Regions from separate parts of the Zea mays genome. Here region 1 is linked to region 2. The links are chromatin contacts, called in public Hi-C maps. All regions are on one chromosome and are shown on one strand. Each heading gives the region's core, a stretch centred on a gene start, on an enhancer-like site or on the middle of the called end of the contact. The rest is flanking DNA. Distances are from core to core; before and after follow the strand shown. Region 1 holds the start of LOC100285901. Region 2 has its middle 14 kb from the start of LOC100304088.

What was found. A called contact is a pair of places that touch in the nucleus more often than the background predicts.
Region 1: a contact with region 2 is called in a Hi-C map of tassel, with 2.5 times the contacts expected there. The contact joins the promoter of LOC100285901 here to the enhancer-like site in region 2. A contact is called at or near these places in 4 of 25 Hi-C or Micro-C datasets (ear, leaf and tassel).

Annotation. Positions count from the first base shown.
Region 1 is chr2:16,199,768-16,203,418 of Zm-B73-REFERENCE-NAM-5.0, forward strand. LOC100285901 reads left to right here and starts at 2,064. Exons shown (of 2, transcript NM_001158790.2): 1 at 2,064-3,651. The coding sequence starts at 2,411.
Region 2 is chr2:15,913,643-15,917,194 of Zm-B73-REFERENCE-NAM-5.0, forward strand. No RefSeq gene overlaps it. Among protein-coding and RNA genes, the nearest start is that of LOC100304088, 14 kb to the left of the region's middle. Within about 2 kb of position 1,794, at least 17 of the 20 cell types and tissues checked have an H3K27ac peak or open chromatin away from gene starts, as enhancers often do. A contact at or near this core is called in ear, leaf and tassel, where this site is marked.

The DNA of each region.
Region 1 (3,651 bases), core at 814-3,313, 290 kb after region 2:
ACGCCGGTCTTGTTCTCCGTGACCCGAGTCGATTCGGGGTAGGATGATGATGGCGCTTCCTGTTGACGTGGCGGTCTGTGCCCTAGGCAGGGCGACGTGGGGGTTCCTCCGAAGCCGAGGTCGAGTCCGTCTTCTGTTGCCGTGGCCGAGCCCGAGCCATGGGGTCGGGCGAGGCGGAAGTCGTTCGGCCGAGGCGAAGTCCGAGCCCTGGGGTCGGGCGAGGCGGAGTTTCGTCGTCTTCTGGGTCTTAGCCCGAGTCCGAGCCCTGGGGTCGGGCGGAGCGGAGTTTCGTCGTCTTCTGGGTCTTAGCCCGAGTCCGAGCCCTGGGGTCGGGCGGAGCGGAGTTCGCCGTCTTCCGGGTCTTAGCCCGAGTCCGAGCCCTGGGGTCGGGCGGAGCGGAGTTCGCCGTCTTCCGGGTCTTAGCCCGAGTCCGAGCCCTGGGGTCGGGCGGAGCGGAGTTCGCCGTCTTCCGGGTCTTAGCCCGAGTCCGAGCCCTGGGGTCGGGCGGAGCGGAGTTCGCCGTGGCGCCTTTGTCAAGACCTGACTGCCGGTCAGACTCACTCTGTCGAGTGGTGCTGCAGTCGGAGTGGCGCAGGCGGCGCTGTCCCTCTGTCAGACTGGTTAGTGGAGCGGTGGAGTGACGGCGGTCACTTCGGCTCTGCCGGGGGCGCGTGTCAGGATAAAGGTGTCAGGCCACCTTTGCGTTAAATGCCCCTGCAATTTGGTCAGTCGGTGTGGCGATTTAGTCAAGGTTGCTTCTGAGCGAAGCCAAGGCCTCGGGCGAGCCGGTGATGTGTCCGCCATAAAAAGGGGGCCTCGGGCGAGACGGAAGTCTCTCGAGGTCGGCTGCCCTTGGCCGAGGCTAGGCTCGGGTGAAGCATGATCGAGTCACTCGTGTGGACTGATCCCTAACTTAATCGTACCCATCAGGCCTTTGCAGCTTTATGCTGATGGGGGTTACCAGCTGAGAATTAGGCGTCTTGAGGGTACCCCTAATTATGGTCCCCGACAATTTTGAAGTGATAAATAGCATGGTTAACCACCTTATTTGCTCTTATTGAATGATAGTCATGTTGCCATTCACTAAGATGCATCCACAAGATACCTCACACACTCATATCTAATATTACTTTTCTTATTCTTCTCCTCATGGGTGTCATGTCAGAACATTTTTTCTGCTTGACATGGTCAGGAGAAATGGGTGAGACAACCTCATCCACATCAAAATCATTATGCTTAGGAATTGCACTACCTCTATTAACCCTTGGAACAACTAAACTTCAATTTTATAAATACTGAAAAACTATTCTTATGTCTTCCTCATTTTCATGTGGTGTAGTTTTAATCATAATACACCTGGGCATAGTTTTAAGAAAGGGACAAAAATATACGGTAGAGAAATACATATTTAGATAAAGCCATATGTAAACAGACACAAAGAACTACCACTTGCCATGTTTTGTTCATCCCTGCCATTCACCAACAGCACTCATACTGTACATAATCAAGTGGCCTACAAATAGCCTACAAATAAAGAAGATACAAGCAATTAGGCACACATGGGTTGAATACAATTCTTTGTAATGCTACAAGCAATTTGTTTATAATATGAGTGCTACCTTCACGGATGTTTGTAAGTGGGAGGTAATTCTTTGTAATGCTACAAGCAATTTGTTTATTATATGTTTTTACCTTTTCTAAATTCCCATGGCGTATATTTTTAGCTTTTCTAAATTCTCTAGAAAAACAGTTTGCAATTGAGGGAGCCAAATTCCAGCAAAAGTATGGCTCCAAGCCACACGAGCGTCAATCGGTCAATCCGTTTCTATCGTTTGTTCAATCTCCGTTTCGATTTTTTTTACCTCATCTTCACAACCCAGATTATTAATGATACCATTTACATCCTCTCTCTCTCTCTCTCTCCTCTCACACACGCATGCTTCAGTGAATGTTGATGCGGCGAAACAGCGTCAGCAGCAAATCTCTAGGCCCCGCTAATAAACTATCTCGCCATTAGCAGTAGGCGGCGGCGCGGCAGCAGCAGCCCGCAGGCATGCAACAGCTGCAGCGGCACGGGGAGAAAAAGGTGGGCAAAAGCGGGCACGAAACCGAAGCGCTCGCCGACCCACCCACCGCACCGCTCTCCCATCCCACCCAAATCGCCGACCGATAGGAGAGAACTCGAGCTGAGGAGAGAGAGAGCAGCAGGCGGCGGCGCGGAGTAACACGCGGAGGGGAATGCGCAGCCCGTGTGAGCCTCTCGCCCCCGCGAAACCCCACCGATTCTGATTCCGCCGGCGAAATCGGGCGCCTCGCGGCTCGGCCGGCTAAGCGGTGGACGGCGGCGCCGAGGGGTTCGTTCGATACGGTGAGGGTGAGGCCGTGAGGAGCAGCAGCCACGGCGACGGGGATGATGAAGGGAGGGGGCGGGAAGGAGACGCTCACCGCCTCCTTCCTCCGCTTCCTCCTCCTGCTCCTCCTCCCCCTCACCGCCCTCTACTTCTTCTACACGCTGCACCTCCTCCTCACCTCGGCGTCGTCGGCCGCCTCCAACTGCGCGCCTGACGCCGTCTCGGTCTCCCGGATGTCTGCCAACCTCACGGCGGTGGCGGAGAAGCAGCTGCCCCCTTCCACCGTGGCTGGGTCCACGTCGACAACGCTGCAGCACGTAGTGTTCGGCATCGCGGCGTCGTCGCGGTTCTGGGACAAGCGTAAGGAGTACATCAAGGTGTGGTGGCGCCCGCGCGGCGCCATGCGGGGCTACGTGTGGCTGGACCGCAAGGTGCGCGAGTCCAATATGTCCACGGCGCGCACGGGGCTCCCGGCCATCAGGATCTCGTCCGACACGTCCGCCTTCCCCTACACGCACCGCCGCGGCCACCGCTCCGCCATCCGCATCTCCCGCATCGTCTCCGAGACGTTCCGCCTCGGCCTCCCCGGCGTGCGCTGGTTCGTCATGGGCGACGACGACACCGTCTTCTTCCCGGACAACCTCCTCACCGTGCTCAACAAGTTCGACCACCGCCAGCCCTACTACATCGGCTCCCTCTCCGAGAGCCACCTGCAGAACATCTACTTCTCCTACGGGATGGCGTACGGCGGCGGCGGCTTCGCCATCAGCCGGCCGCTGGCCGAGGCGCTCGCGCGGATGCAGGATGGCTGCCTCCGCCGGTACCCGGCGCTGTACGGCAGCGACGACCGGATCCAGGCGTGCATGGCGGAGCTGGGCGTGCCGCTCACCAAACACCCGGGGTTCCACCAGTACGACGTGTACGGCGACCTCCTCGGCCTCCTCGCGTCCCACCCGGTGGCGCCGATCGTGACGCTTCACCACCTCGACGTCGTGAAGCCGCTGTTCCCGGACGCGAGGTCGCGCCCCTCGGCGGTGCGGCGGCTGTTCGACGGGCCAGTGAAGCTGGACACGGCGGGGCTGATGCAGCAGTCCATCTGCTACGACAGCGCGAACCGCTGGACGGTGTCCGTGGCGTGGGGGTTCACGGTGCTGGTGGCGAGGGGCATAATGTCGCCTCGGGAGATGGAGATGCCGGCGCGCACGTTCCTCAACTGGTACCGCCGCGCCGACTACACAGCGTACGCCTTCAACACGAGGCCGCTGGCGCGCAGCCCGTGCCAGAAGCCGGCGGTGTACTA
Region 2 (3,552 bases), core at 544-3,043:
GTGAGTGGATCTCTTGTTGAGACTCACTCTTGTGGACATTTTTGTTGTTGTTCCGGCCTATACGAACACTTGCGCAGCTCGTTGCAGAGGGTACTGCTCCGGCCGGCTGTCAAATAGATCCGAGTTAGGCCGGAGCAGCAGTGTGGCTCCTCCTCCATCCATCATTGGCTATGCAATGCAAGAGACTTTCTGGAAGCCGAAACGCGGCTCAAACCATGTCTTAAAACGCACAGAACAGGAATCTTGACAGGCTCCTCGCTCCCGTCGGTCCATCCTGCGCTGCTCTGCACTCCACGTCTCCACCCCACCTCGCAAATTAGTTGGGGGCCGAAAGGAGCGCGGGGCCGCGGGATAAAGGGTAACATACAATACAATACAATACAACAACAATTCGGCGAGGTTTACTGGCGCGGAAAGCGAGAGCGATATGGTCCTACTACGCCCCTGTCCTGCCGGGAAGATCTTTTGCTATCGCGTTCACTGAGACTGAAGACTGAGGAGGCGCGCGGGTGGCAATGGCTTGGCTGGTCACGCAAATTCTCCAGCGACTTTTTTGTGCCCGCCGCTACCACTACTGATGATGGTACTTAACCTGAATGCCGATCTACCCTCAGTTACGCCCGCCATCCGTGCAGCTCCCTCTTGTTACCGCCGTACCCTCCTAGTACCATCGTGGTCAAATTTTTTAATTGCTCCAACCACCATATAGATCCTTCTCCCCTGCATTGCTTCGCCCTGGATAGTGGATACAGCGTAGAGATTCACCGTCCAGCGTGTAAAAAAAGAGGCGTTCGTTCAGTGTCGAGAGGCAGAGAGAGAGAGAGAGAGAGAGCGGCGGGTGGGAATGCGCAGAGAAAAGCTGCCAGAGAAGTCACGGAGATACGTTACGTACGTACTAGAACGTGAGGAGGGGTGTGTTGTGTGGGGAGCACGCGCGCAAGTTGCATGCATGCGACTCTTTCTTCCCAAAGCATATCGGCCGCCCCCCAGACCCAGAGATATATTAAGAATTCGACCCGCTCCCTACTTGTACGATTTGGTGGTGCTGGGTTAGGTAGACGCCGTCGACGGAGCTAATATTTAGGGCTGATTTGGTGATCGGGGATCCCCAAGGGAAGAAATCCTCTTGCTATTCAAAATTGAATTGCAAGGGGATTCCTCCCCCATGGATCCCTTAGGGATCCCTAATCACCAAATCAGCCCTTAGGGAAGAATCTCCCCCCTCACTATCGGTGGACTGATTCCTGCTTCTAGGCGCCAGGGACGAATCAACCGCGCTAGCTAGACCTGGAGTCTCCTGGCCTCGTCCTAATTTTAAACCCCCTGAATCTTCCACGCCGGTCGCCGCTGGCCTCGCCTGGCCGGCCTCTCTTTCTTTCAGGAGCAAGGACCAGGACCAGAACCGCAGACGGAGAAGTATAGTACACGTGGCTCATTAATAGCTCCGGCTGCCAAGACGGTTTGGTTTGGTCGTTGCGAAAACAATACGTATAGTGCTCCCGGGGGCGGCGCTGGGCTCTCGTTTACTACTCTCGAGACGGCAGGCTGAGCAGAGGCCGCGCCACCGAATCGTCCAGTCCAGGCACGCGCTGGAAAACGTACGAGACGGGCATGCAGACAGACTCACTCTACGTATGTTCTGTTCACCCGGCGGGGCCCGGCGGTGCAAGGTCTGTAGCATGGTGCGGGTGCCTTTTCCGTCTCGCTGCTTCAATGCTCTTGGTCCGTACGCGATGGGGACTGCTCGGCGGCAGCTCATGGCCGTGCGCGTCCCAACTCGACGGCGTCGCGTCGGTCGACAACACGAGTCGATCGCCCGCAGCCTGCACCTGCCCTCGCGCTCGCACCGGACCCCCCAGGCCCCCGCGCGCCCGGCCAAGTTAATTGGGAGCAAGCAACGCAACGCAAGTGGGGCACCGTACATGCTCGTCCGGCCCGTTCAATAAAAAGCTTCCTCGCCATCAGCTGTTCTGCGGCTGGCCCCCGCACAGTTCCGTGACGGGTGTGGCTCCGTGCGTGGCCAGCCAGGGTGCCTGCCGACCACTCCAAGGTCTGGGGATGCGGGATCAGTCGATCCGATCAGACGGCCCGGAGCGCGGTGGAATGGAAGTCGTCGTCGAGTTTAATGTGATCTCAGCGCGTCCGGTGTCCGCTTTGATGCATATGCGAGCGAAGAGCGAACCCCTGGCCCGACGACCCTGCAGTGCGCCGAAGCCGATGGTTGTTGTTGCATTGCTTTCGTCTCCCGGAGACGTACGCGCCGAGCGTGAGAGACCTGGCTTGGGACGAGAACGAGGTGCTCCGTGTTCACGTGACTGCGAGCGCGAGGTCAGTGTCTCAGTGAGGCCTGCCTGCCCTGCCCTGTGCTGCTGCCCGACGGGGAAAACCTTCAGGGTTCCCACCTCGCCTGTAGTACTGCTACTTGTAGTAGGGCCAGCAGCAGCGGCGGCAGTCGTCACACAAGGCATCGCCACGGCGCGGGGTTGAATGTTTCGCCGGTGCTCTCGTCACAGAACGCCTTCTGTTCTGCCCTTGATGCATGCAGCAGTGCAGGGTGATACTGATGCCGCGGACGGGGACGGACGAGCAGGGGAAAGAGAGAGGCGGGCGCGAACGAAACGGCGCCCGTCAGTAGCAGGACGGCATCACCAATTCACCACGCAATCCGGAGAACGGAGATACTGGAACGAACGGGTCACGTCCCACGCACGCGTGAGACCCGACCCGACCCCGACCTGGTCGCGCAACGCTTGGCAAGCCCCTGGCGCTCGAGCTTTTTGGAACCGTGATATCCCCAACACTGGGCTTCAGAAAATCGGTATCCCGAACCACGCAATTGAAATTTTAGTATTATAATCCATTGAACTTCAGATTTCTGGTATCTGAGTCCGATTTAGCCCGAGGTCAACTCGCTGTTACGCCATTCCGTTTCTCAGAACGGATCGCGAGCTCGCTCCTTTCTGTGCCGCGCCGCGCCTCGCCTTCGTCTCCCTCTCCCCGCCCGACTGCTCCCGGCGCTCGTCGAGCTCGCGAGTCCGCGGTGCTCCTCGTGGCTCTCCCGACTGACTTGGTCTCTCTGCCCGGCGCTCTCCCTCTAGGCGCTCCAGGTGAGGTCGCGGCGTACTGAGTAGTGAGTAGCAGCTCTCCCTTTCTCAGTTTCAGTTCGTAGTCAGTTTCAGTTTCCCTGGCGCCCCTTTCGCGGCGCTACTGTGTAGTCAGTTTCAGTTCGTATCTCATGCTGGGTGGTGCCACTGGCTCTCCTCTGATCTCGAAAGAAAACTGACGGAGCGAAAAGAATGGGATAGATGTGGTCTGGGGATGAATGCATGCGTTTATTATATTGCTTTCATTTCATCCCTTTCTTATTGCTTGAACATGCTTGCAATCATGGCATTTGCGAGGGAGGCCTGGTTGCACTTGCACGGGAGGATGGTATGCTGCGTGCTCTGTTCGTACCGTACCTCACCAAGCAGGCTGGAGGTTCTCCAGCAGCAGCGAGCACAAGAACAAGAACCGTTACATTCTTGCTCTCAAGGGACAAATGCAGCTGCA